2 separate regions of the Rattus norvegicus genome follow, and region 1 is linked to region 2. Evidence: chromatin contacts called from public Hi-C data. All regions are on one chromosome and are shown on one strand. Each heading gives the region's core, a stretch centred on a gene start, on an enhancer-like site or on the middle of the called end of the contact. The rest is flanking DNA. Distances are from core to core; before and after follow the strand shown. Region 1 has its middle 130 kb from the start of Ahr. Region 2 has its middle 250 kb from the start of Ahr.

Evidence for each region. A called contact is a pair of places that touch in the nucleus more often than the background predicts.
Region 1: a contact with region 2 is called in a Hi-C map of liver, with 7 times the contacts expected there. The contact joins two enhancer-like sites. A contact is called at or near these places in 8 of 12 Hi-C or Micro-C datasets (the Rat2 cell line, Schwann cells, frontal cortex and 4 more).

What each region holds. Positions count from the first base shown.
Region 1 is chr6:58,128,280-58,134,718 of GRCr8, forward strand. No RefSeq gene overlaps it. Among named protein-coding and RNA genes, the nearest start is that of Ahr, 130 kb to the left of the region's middle. Within about 2 kb of position 1,847, at least 3 of the 93 cell types and tissues checked have an H3K27ac peak or open chromatin away from gene starts, as enhancers often do. A contact at or near this core is called in liver, where this site is marked.
Region 2 is chr6:57,747,245-57,753,210 of GRCr8, forward strand. No RefSeq gene overlaps it. Among named protein-coding and RNA genes, the nearest start is that of Ahr, 250 kb to the right of the region's middle. Within about 2 kb of position 2,232, at least 2 of the 93 cell types and tissues checked have an H3K27ac peak or open chromatin away from gene starts, as enhancers often do. A contact at or near this core is called in liver, where this site is marked.

The sequences.
Region 1 (6,439 bases), core at 597-3,096, 380 kb after region 2:
TAAGAAGAAAGCTCACATGGAAAGATTTTTATGAAGATTACTTAGGAATCCACAGGAAGTGGTTGTTGTACTGACTGCTCAGAATAAACACTGTAAATACTGTGTTCGCTTAGAGACCAAGCATTTCACGGCTGGCACTTATCAACTATCACCACACCCAGCTCCCACGTATAGTTCAGATTTGATCATTCTTTTTTTTTCTCTGTCATTTAAAAAATGCAGGTTCCACATGTTAATGAAAATCCTGGACAAAGCATCTTCATATTACACAATATGTCAGGTAGTAGGAACATGGAGGAATGATTCTCGTATGTATTCTGCCTGTGGCAGAGTGTTGGTCTCTGAGGCTCTGCAGAACTGTAGTGCTTTCCTTCTAAGGTAATTTATGTGAGTTGTTCCATTGTAACATGAAATTATAAGATTTCTATACTTTGGTTCACATTGCATGTCCTTGTAGGACATTTCTTTTCATGTGGTTTGTTTAATGTAGGGATAGCATGTGTATGAGTCCTGCACAGGTAGAGGCTGGGGTGAGCGTTTTCTCAGCAGAGTGCTGACCCAGATGCTGGACAATACTTTCAGTGTGATGGACAAGACAGCAAATACATCCACTCCTCAGTTGTGGAAAATGGATATAACACACTTAACTTTTTTTATAGATATCAGGATTAAATGAAGCAATTGGGGAAGGGGAAAGGGGAGTATTCACAATGCCCAGAACGTTTCAGCAATTCCTAGGCAAAAACAAACAAACAAACAAACAAACAAAATAAAGCAAACACACACAAATAAATAAATAAATAAATAAATAAATAAATAAATAAATAAAAGACAGAAACCCGGGTTGGGGATTTAGCTCAGTGGTAGAGCGCTTGCCTAGGAAGCGCAAGGCCCTGGGTTCGGTCCCCAGCTCCGAAAAAAAGAACCAAAAAAAAAAAACAAAACACAAAAAAACCAGAAACCCTACCTAATAATTTTACTTCTGACATGGGATTTTAATGAGAACTGGCATCCAAACAAACCACGATGCTTACACTTGAAGGTATCATACATCTAAACCAAACATAGTATTTCTGTTTTATTTTGAGCTAGTATTATTACTACTATGAAGTGTGTCTGTGTACTGCACAGCCTCTCCGACCATTGATCCACAGTGGCCATTGCCATATCCATTGCCTTCCATACACACAGTTTCAGATAGGCATTGTGTTTTGTGGGAAGTGGACTAAATTCCTAAGCAACTGACTACTGGCAACTGGGCATGGCCATGTAAGGATTCAGACACATGGAGTGGCAAAGCCTTCCTCTGATCCAAGTGAAACGTGCATAGTCATGTGTGTGGAACATGTCCCTGTAGCTTTTTCCTCTGATGTTTACTATTGGACAGCTTCCCCGCACACTGTGCCTACAGAGATTAGATCCAGCTGTAAATAGTAAACACCATCTCCTTGTTCCGTCATGTACAATAGCCATGCTTTCCTGTTCAATCATGTACAATAAACATGGCAAGCTTCCAAGTTGCTGTGGCTTCTCCATCAGAATCCATACCACCTAATTCCAGTTTTTCTGTGTGTCTCTCTTTTCTTTGGTGTCAGTATTTTCTTCGTTCTCTTGCCACCCCAGTTAGGTCGATTCCTGAAGCCATGCAGGCCAAGACTATGTTTTATCTCAGCAACTCACAAGACCAAACTTTGAAAAGATAAGCCACAACCTCAGGGACTATTACATCATCTCTGGTGACAGCTGGGAAGTAGCTGGTTCCAAAAGATCAACCAGTACCTGGCAGATATAAGGCAACATGGCACTGAATTCAAATATTTGAAACATTCCACAGAGGCCCTGTGAATTTAGTGCCAACTTCTGTTGACACAGTTTAGAGACCATAGAGTTTGTCTAGGAAGCAATGAGCCCTCTGTCCTCCACATCCCAAAACATCCATCAAGCAAAGTGTCTTCCCTTCAATGCCTCTTCAGATTTGAAACCAGGCTTCAAGGAGGTTAAGCATGTCGCCACAGATACTAGGCATTAGAGGGAAGAGAGTTCGAATTCAATTTATTTTTCTGTATTCCAAGTTTGCAATCTCTCCATATGCCACAGTGCCTCCTTCTAGCTATAGCAACTGTAGGCTTCATCATCCATATATGTTCATGCTCATAAGAAAGGTACTTCTTGGGGTTCGATAAATGACTCAGTGGATAGAGCCCTTGCGGCAAAACTTAAGGACGTAAACTTAATCCCCAGAAACCATGTGAAAAAGAAACAGCCAGGTGCAGGTAGCACATGCATCAGTCACTTTAGGGCTAGGGAGGCACAGACAAAAAGATCCCTGAGGCTTGGTTGCCATATTGTCTAACAGAAGCATCAAATTCCAGGTTCAGTGGGAGACTTCATATCAAAAACGTAATAATAAAGAGTTGTTGATGAAGACACACAATGTTGATGACTACTCTCCACATACATACACATCTGCTCACATCTCTCCCTACGTGTGCACACATGCAGAAAGGTTGTGTGCTTCCTTATGAACTTAAGAGCTGCCATTATTATACTGTTATAATGGAACTTGCATTTAATCTTAAATTAGTGAAGCATTTGAAACTAAATGAAAGTTATATTAGTGAAAGTGGTATTACATAATATCCACCAACCTTTTACAGATATTGGTTTTATACTTGTAAATAAAAATATAAATAAATCTATGCATCAGCCCACCACCAGCCCATTCTGCCTTCCCGTTCCTGGAGAAGTCAGTCTACTGAAGCTGTGTCCTTGCCTTACCTAAATTGATCTTTGACCACACGCACATAAGTATGCTGTCTGCCAACTAGTTGAACTCTGGAGACCCAAGGACACAGTGTTTGTTTGTATATGTACTCTTCAAAGTTTAACTCTAATGCCAGAAACAGAGCACCAAAAACAGAGCCTAACAGTTGGTAGACACGCTAGGGAGATTCTAAATGATTGAACACTAGAGGTATTTATATTTTTTTCACTTTCCCTTTTTTCCTCTTTTTCTTTTACTGAAAATAGATTTTTTTCAAACATATTCTAATTATGGTTCCTCCTTTCCAGACTTTGGTATTTTCCGCTGTTCCTTTCCTACCTGAATCCACATGTTTATGTCTCTCCTTAGAAAACAGAAAGGCATCTAAAGAAGCATAATATAAAATGTGATAAAACAAAACAAAAACAAACCTGAATGGGCAAAACAGAAGAAAAAGTCAAATAAAAACACAAGAAACACATATAGATGCAGAATATATATAGGAATCTCTTCCCAAAACCAGGTGCCACATAGATACACAAAGAATCTGTAAAGTAAGAAAGGGAAGGAGGAAGAGACAAAGACAAAGACAGAGAGACGGAGAGACAAAGAGTCATAGACACAGGGTTAGCGACAGACAGAAAGAGACACATAGACACAGAGAAATATAGAAAGAACTTTCAAAGATGCCATTGAGTTTATTTTGTGTTGGTCATATACGGCTGGCTTAGAAGTTGTTTGTATCCTCAGTAAGATTCTTCGGAGAAAAGCAATTTTTCATTTGCATGTGATTTTGAGTTGTAGCTAGCTTCTGGGTTAGGGAAGCGGCTTGTGTATACTTGCTCTCTTGGCACTATGGCCCCATTTGGCCCCAACCCATGCAGGCCCTATGCATGCTATGCTCTTTGAGTTCATATGTGTGTCAGTTCTACTTTCCCTTCCAAGGGGTTCCCTGAACCCTGAAGGAGGTGTTTGATGGAGACAACCCGTTTTGGGCTAAGTGTTCCAAGGTATCTCATACTTTTATACATTGTCTGTCTGTGGTTCTCCCTATTTGTTCCTCTATACTGCAGGAGGGAGTTTCTCTAATGATGGCCGACCAAAGCACTGATCTAGGAGTAGAGCAGAATGTCCTTAGGACACATTTTATTTCTACATTCCATTAGCAGGCAGTAATATTTGGTTTTCCCCTAAGTCACTGGCCTCTCTTGTCTCGGGTTCTTGGGCATGTGAGCAGTGTCAGGGATGGGATCTATCTTGGAGTGAGCCTTGGGTAACGATTGGTTTCTCCCATAAGCTTTGTGCTACTATTTCACTGACACAATATCCATCATTGTACATTGAAGAATTTGTAACCAAGTCAATGATTATCTTTTTCATTTGGTAGTATACAGAGTACTGTCCAGAGCACTGTTTGACTGAACAAAAGTCAGGGGGTTGAAAGCACTAGGCAAGCACCAGCTCAGCTTCCGCACGTTCTGTGTGTTGTGTAGATGTTTGTCTTCAGCAATGGGGCTTTGCCGTTAGTTTGTGGAGAACAAACAACAGGCTGTGGTGTTTGAGGAGTCCTGTGGGGCCTTTTTGGCCAATTATATGTAAGCATATAATTATATGTAACCTGTTCTCAGCACTGAAAGTTTCGTTTGGTGGTCAGCAACGTCCAGTTGGGGTTTTATTTCCTTTTTATTTGGTGATTTCATTTAGATCACATTTATACATGTATATATTTCAGAAGCTTCTATGGTATTAGGTTTCTATATGGCCCTAAAACAGCCTTAATTTTAACTGTCTCAGCCAGTAATCCCTTCCTCACTCCCTCTTTCCCTCCCCAGTCAATCTTTCCATTCCATTCCACCTCCCCCCACATCTATCCCTGCTACCCATCGTCTGTCTCCTTGTTAGCATGATCACCCCCTACTAGTCCTTTACCTGTAGCTAACCCCTGCGCTATAGCTGTGATGTAGCTGAATCAGTACAAGTTCCAGTGTCTAAAAGCAGCTATTGTAGATGAATCATGGGTTCTGGGGGCCAGTGGTTTAGTAGGAGCAGCAAGTATAGTTGTTTCTGCCCCATAGCATCTGAGGTCTCAACTTCAGGGATTTTGAAGGACTGGAGCACACTCTTCTGGAAATGTCACTCTCATGTATTCATCAGCGATGAGCCAAGCTGGCTGGTGGTAGAAATCAGAACTGGATAAAATATACATTAGGACCTGAGCTTCCTACATCAGCCATCACGGTAGCGCAGAGCCTTTTGGTGGAGAATCAACAGTCATATCAAAACTACCATTATTTGGGCTGGGGAAATGGCTCACCAGATAAAAGTTTGTGCTGCACAGCATCAGGACCTGCGTTCAAATCCCAGTACTCAGGGAAAAAGATAAATGTAGTGGATTCTGCCTCTAATGCCAGAGCTGGGTAAGGAGGGGACAGAAGATCTCTAAGGATTGCTGGCTGCCAGTGAAAGATCCTACCTCAAAAGAATAATGTCAACAGTGACAGAGCACAGCATCAGACATTCGCACATGTACACACATGCCACACACACACTCGCATGTGTACACACATGCCATACACACATATACGTACACTGGTTAATATTCAAAACCTCTGTGAGGAAATACATCCTCTGTGAGCTGGCCTTCTCTATACCACAGATGAAGTGGTACCTGGAACAGAGGAGGGAATTGAGACTCCATTTCTCAAGAGGGAAGTGGCCAAAACATAGGGTCGGCAACACCGCAACTAGTTTTAGATTCTAAGAGCCAGCCCCGCCCTATCTTCTGTGAATTTCTGTAGACCATGGTCTTTGCAGACATACAGTCACATGCTTGGGTAGCTCAGAGACCTACACATGTATCTCTATGTGCACCCTTCTCTGTGACTCACACTGCCCCATTATTGTGTCTACTCGTTTTGCCAGCCTGTGCCACCATCACGTTGGACATGTTCCCTGGGTGGCTGTGCATTTTGGGCAGTCACCAGGAGCAGCAAGCACCCACTTGCATAGCTCCCACAGGCCTTTGCTTGTCAGCTTTCGTACTTTGGCCTCCTTGCTTCTATTGAAGGTTTATCTCTTTCTGGAAAGAGGTAGAAAATATCAGTGTTTGTTCCTTTGTTTGTTTTTATTCCTTGCTGAAAAAAAATATGGCATGACTCATGTTTACAATTTCCTCATCTGCGGTCAATGTTTTTCTTTCTCTATGAGTTGATCTCCATGCCCCAGGCGGTCCTAGTATTTTCTTTTGTATTTTATTTTAGTTGAGACTGCATAAGTTGGTGCCCTAGGTCCAGAAATTAATTGATCAACTCTACTATAATTTACACTTCCCATCTTTAAATGCCAGTTCAGAAGACCCTGTGTTTTCTAAAATCTGTTTGTTTCAGGTTTTCTTTTGGGATGTGGTGTGGTATAAAAACCCTTAGGGAATTTCCAACCTTAACCATGAACCTTATCCCAGAAAGGAGAATCTAAGGTATGCATGGAACCCTCATCCTTTTTTCTTTACTTTTCCTAAATTATCTAAAATATCCAGGGCTTTAATATTTGTTCTTAGATACTCATTTGGCCCACATCAATGAAATATTACTTTTCTACTGTTCCCCCATCTTCAAGTCCCTAGATCTATTACTGCAGCATTTACTCCTGTATTTTCATCTCAACCATTGTATTTTG
Region 2 (5,966 bases), core at 982-3,481:
GATCAAATCTTAGAAACCTTCTTAGTGGGACAGGGACAGTTGGAACTTCAAAAGAATGTTTGAAGGAGACAAGTAAAAATCCTGCAGCAGAAGCCCCTAAAGTTTGCTCTCCTACTCTGCTGCATAAGGAAACATTTGAATATATAAATTAAAGGTGCCATTTCCATGTACATTTTCCATGTACATATACCATTGGGATATTTTTCTGAAAATGTTAACATGGGCAAGTATCCTTTTTTTCCCCATTGAGTATTTCCCTTATACTAGCTGAGATGCTCCCCTAAAAAGTGTGTAGATATAGCCGGCTTGCATGGCTGGGTTCCACAGGGTAAAGGTGGGAAATAGCTTATTTTCCTCATTTCAGGGTTAACACACCCTATATGTTCCTTCCTCACACCTGGTGATGATTTCTGGTCACTTTCATTCTTCAGGTATTAAATGTGTAGCATGAACTGACAGTGATCTCCCTTTTCTTTTAGGGCTGTGCCCCCAGGTCTGCCTTCTTGCTTTACTGTTTTCCTACTGTCCTTCGTGACTGCGTCTTCCATGGGTGAGTAAATCCACAGAAGTGGTAAGACATAGAAGGCAGGGAGATTTGTCTTGCTTAGTGGTGCTGTCTGTGGGTTCTACCTTTCTCTGTGGGGCTTTTGGTCCTGGTAGGTTCCTCGAGCTGATCTAGTCTCTAAGCGAGCACCCTTGTGGGTTTTCTGAGCATGACTACTCTGTCGGTTCCCATCTCAAACACAGCTCTCTAGTGCTGGAGTTGTACTCTGACTGAATCGCTCCATCCTGTGTCCCTTCCTGCTATCACAGTACCATCCCTTATTCACAGGTTTTTCTTTTTGATATTTTCTTTATTTACATTTCAAGTGTTATCCTCTTTCCTGGCTTCCCCTTCAGAACCCCCTATCCCATCCTCCCTCCCTCTGCTTCTATGAGGGTGCTCCCCCTTTCACCCACCCACTCCTACCACATTTCCCTGGCATTGAGCCTTCACAGGACCAAGGGCCTCTCCTTCCACTGATGCCCGATCCTCTGCTACAGATGCAGCTGGAGTCATGTGTACTCTTGGTTGTCATGTGTACTCCCTGGGAACTCTGGAAAGGCCATCCAGAGACTGCCCCACCTAGGGATCATCCATCCCATATACAGACACAAAACCCACATACTATGGTGGATACCAAGGAGTGCTTGCTGGCACTGATGTGGCTCTCTCCTGAGAGGCTCTGCCAGAGGCTGACAAATACAGAGGCGGTTGCTCCCAGACAACCATTGGACTGAGCATGGAGTCCCCAATGGAGGAGTTAGAAAAAAAAGACTGAAAGGGTTTGCAACTCATAGGAAGAAAACAATATCAACCTCCCCCACAGTTTTACTTGTGCTGATGTCCCTCAGATGAGATACCTGACAGCTTGTGTTTGGTGAAGTTGTTTTAAGGCCAGTCATTCCATTGGTCATTAGCATGTGGTTCTGCTAATGGAGGCTGTTTTGAGAAATTTATCACACTGCTGATTGGTAGTATGTTGGAGTAGGTCCAGAGTTTTCTATGTCTTGGGAGGTATGAGAGGACCGTGTGTGTGTGTGTGTGTGTGTGTGTGTGTGTGTGTGTGTGTGTGTGTGAGAGAGAGAGAGAGAGAGAGAGAGAGAGAGAGAGAGAGAGGAGAGATGGGGGAGAGGGAGAGGGAGAGGGAGAAGAAGAAGGAGAGGGAGAGAGAGAGAGGGGGGAGAGATGGGGGAGAGGGAGAGGGAGAGGGAGAAGAAGAGGGAGAGGGAGAGAGAGAGAGAGAGAGAGAGAGAGAGAGGAGAGATGGGGGAGAGGGAGAGGGAGAAGAAGAGGGAGAGGGAGAGAGAGAGAGAGAGAGAGAGAGAGAGAGAGAGAGAGTCTTCAACAGTCATATTTTATCCATTCAAGTCTCATAAAAGGCAGAATTTGTATGAGCAAAATAAGGCAAGCCAATTAGTGACATATATGCAGTTTTAGTTCAGAATCAAACCTAAATGGCAACATACTGTTTTTATTAGATAAATATGACCAGGATGTGGTGTTTGATAAAGCTAAACACTTGGAAGAGGATTCATTTTGGAAACCAACTATGCATCCCAAGACTCAAATTGTTTCACAGCAATCCACTAAGCATGGTTCTTGCATACAAGGAGCTTCTGTTACCCAGTAGAGTGGAGGCTGTTTTTCTACTGAAGTGCCTGTAGATGTCACTAAAGTAAACGATACTTTTGCTTTGATCTGATAATGGAGCACAAGTGCCCAGCGGGTAAAAATGGATATTGTAAAGTCTTCTTGTGTACTACATTACATCATAACTCAGCAGCAGCAGCAGCAGCAGCAGCAGCAGCAGCAGCAGCAGCAGCAGCAGCAGCAGCAGCAGCAGCTTCACCTCCTTAGCCTTTATTTACTTAGAACGTGAAACTCCGTTCCCCTTTCCTGCAAACACATCACCTGCCAGGCAGGAGACATATTTTTTTCTCTATTTCACAGCAATGTTCATGCTTTGTCTCCAAGTGAAGGACATGGATGTCTCATGAAAGGAGAAAAGTCACATGTAACTCGGTGATAAAGAGAATGGAGTTACAAAAGCCATCTTGAAATGTCTGTGAGCAGCAATCAATTCTAAACACTTGCATAGTTCTTTCTCTTTACTGATTTTAATGGCTGGTATGTTTTGATTATCTTTATCTCTTGGGGAAGAGAAAAGATAGGGCAAAGACTTGTGCTAAGGTTGTCAACTGTGAGCTTCCACAAGCAGGAGGGAATTTCAAGCAACCCAGAAAGCAGTTGGTTCTTGCCTTTGACGTTTCATCTGGGATCATATGTGAATTAAAGTTTATAACATTTCATTACAGGGTGACCAAGGTCAAGGTCTACCTAAGGACATTAGCAAAGAAGAGTGGACAGTGTCTTAAGCAACATTAACTCTATAAACAGCCTTTCTTAAGTTAACAAGTATTTTGCATTTCCTAATAAGATGAGTCTTATTAAAATGATTTAATGGATGAAATCAAAGTAAACAGACTGGGACAAGGTGGTACTTATCTGTAATTTTAAAACTTGAGAGACAGAGGCAGGAGAGACAGGAGTTTAAAGCCATCCTGGGCTATACCAGAGACCCTTTTGCTAAAAGTAAAACCAAAGAAAAGAATAGGGAAATCTAAGGAAGTGAAAAGGCAAGTGTGAGGAGGGTAAGGTATTTGGAAAAGGCAGAGTTCTATGATAGTGATTATAGCTCAGGAACAGACATATAAAATGCTGAAAACTATTCAAAGTATCTGAAAGAAAGGCAATCCAGATAGACTAGACCACAAGTGACTCTTGAATGAGTGAAACTGCTAATTGCATGTTCCATGGAAGGAGAACCTGACATTGACAATAAGACTTTGTGTACTTTTTTAAAAAAAAACTTTTTGCAGAGTAAGCATGTATAAATGGTAAATGTAATCTTATACTTCAAAACAGCATAGCCAGATTGTAAGCATTTAAATATTTCCTGATAATTTTAACCTTCCTATATAGCTCACCCAAAAGAACTCCTTCTCGTGTGTCACCTACAGTTACTTGGAGAGAGTGTGCCCACTTGTACAGCATAGATGGATTCTAGTGTTTACACTGAAAGGGATCTTTCCAGAAGTTTGTCTTATTGAGATATATTTATGAATGGAATATATTTTTTCTCTTTGACAATGTTACTAACAGGATAAAATTGTTGAATTAAATAGACTCAATAAATTTTTTAAAGTTATTTTTAATATTTATTTAATGTACACGAATAACACTGTAGCTGTCTTCAGACACACCAGGAGAGGGCATTGGATCCCATTACAGATGGTTGTGAACTTCTATGTGGTTGCTGGGAATTGAGCTCAGAACCTCTGGAAGAGCAGGCAGTGCTCTAAACCTCTGAGACATCTCTCCAGCCCTAGACTCAATAAATTAAAAAGTATATTCTAAAGCAACAAGGTTTTGTTTTGTTAAGTTAAACATAGCGTTGCCTGATAGCCCAGAAAGTTCTAGTTTTACATCCAGAAGAAATTTAAATATATCTATACATGAGAGAGAGAGAGAGAGAGAGAGGGGGGGGGTTTATGATGTATTATTGTATTCTTGTTGTCAGTTGTGATTATAGTAACCAAAACGTGGGAGTAAAACAAGTAGTCATTAACTTGTGGTATGTAGTCAACAAGGAATTAATGTGATGCTAATAGTTGATACAACATGGATAAACTGTAAAAGCACGTCCCAACTTATCATGGTCACATGATGTCACCTACAAAGCTCACGGTCAAGAATGGTGAAATCAAGTTTAAAACAAATCACACAAAAGAGTCTCATAATTCTTAAAGTAAGTTGACGATTTCGTGTTGTTTGAATGCACAGCTATCCTTGGCTGTATCCAGCCTGTCTTAGTTTACAGGTTCAGAGGTTTATCCCACTGTCGCAATGGCAGGAAGTATATCAGCATACAGGCAGGCATGCTGGAGAAGGACAGAGAGCTGTATAACTGTAATGACGGCAGGAAGAGAGACTATCACTGGCCCAGGCTTGAGCTTCTGGAACCTCAAAGCCTACCTCCTGTGACACATTTCTTCCCACAGGGTCACACCTATTCCAACAAGGCGATGCCTCCTAATAGTGCCCCTCCCTATGAACCTATGGGGAACCTTTTCATTCAAACCCCTACACAGCCTAAGAACCACAGGCTGAACACAGCGTACTAAGTGGAACAGCCAGTTTAAAAGACTGGACTATCCCAGCAAACTCCATTTAGTTGAAATGAACAATCACTAGATGAGTGTTTGCTAGTAAGAAGGTGAAAGATTTATTTATGTAGTGTGTGTGTGCGTGTGTGTGCGTGTGTGCGCGTGCATGTGCATATGTGCCTGTGCGAGCATGTGCCTGTGTGCTTGCATGTGTGTTGTATGCACCCAAGTGTACAAGTGTGTGCACATAGGTGGTACATACAGACCAGAGCATGACTATGGATAGTTTCCTCTTTTTCTCTCCACTTCACTGCCTTGAAGTGGGGTCTATCTCTGAGTCAGTAGGTTTCCATTTTCACTGGGCTGGCTAGCCATTGAGCTTCCGAGATCTACTTGCCCACAATGGAATTCCAGCCATATTTGGCTTCTATATGAGGTCTTGGGATTTGAACTCTCATCTTCTTGCTCACCGCAAACACTTTTACCTACTGATCGATTTCTTCATCCCTAAGGTTGGTATATTAGGATGAGACTAAAGCTTTAGTTTTATGGTTAATGGAAAGATTTGATGCTTATGAGTTTGTGAATACATTAAAAACCACCAAACGTATATTTCAGAAGGATCAACCTTTTGGCATGTGAATTGTGCCTTGGTTCTAAGAGAGATGGAATATTTGTTGGATATCATGACTTGAGTTTGAATTTCATCCCAGAAGGGATGCTTGATTCAAGCATTAAATGGTAATCAATAGGATTCTACCTGTCTCTTTTCTATTTATAGCACTAGAGAAAAGGTCTAGAAAACATACAATACGCCAGGATGTGGGGAGGGATGCAGTCATTTTTATTTGTCCGTCTGCAGAAGACAATTATCTATGTGACATCCTATTAATAAGTAAAAAAAAAGTCATCTTATTTTTACTTATGGGAGGAGGATTCTAAAATAGACATATTTTCAAATAACTCATTTGCAGCGATTCGTGTATTTCTGCATGGAAAATTTTGGTTCTTTTTTTTTTTTCGGAGCTGGGGACCGAACCCAGGGCCTTGTGCTTCCTAGGTAAGCGCTCTACCACTGAGCTAAATCCCCAGCCTGCATGGAAATTTTTATAGGAACTGGATTTAGAAATTCTTTGATTTTGCTTGAGCTCATTTTGTTTAAAATCTGATTATACTCATACGTCTAAAGCTTTGAAATATAAGCACAGTCCTTGTAAATACACATGACTTCAGCCATAACCTCCCTCCCCAAATGA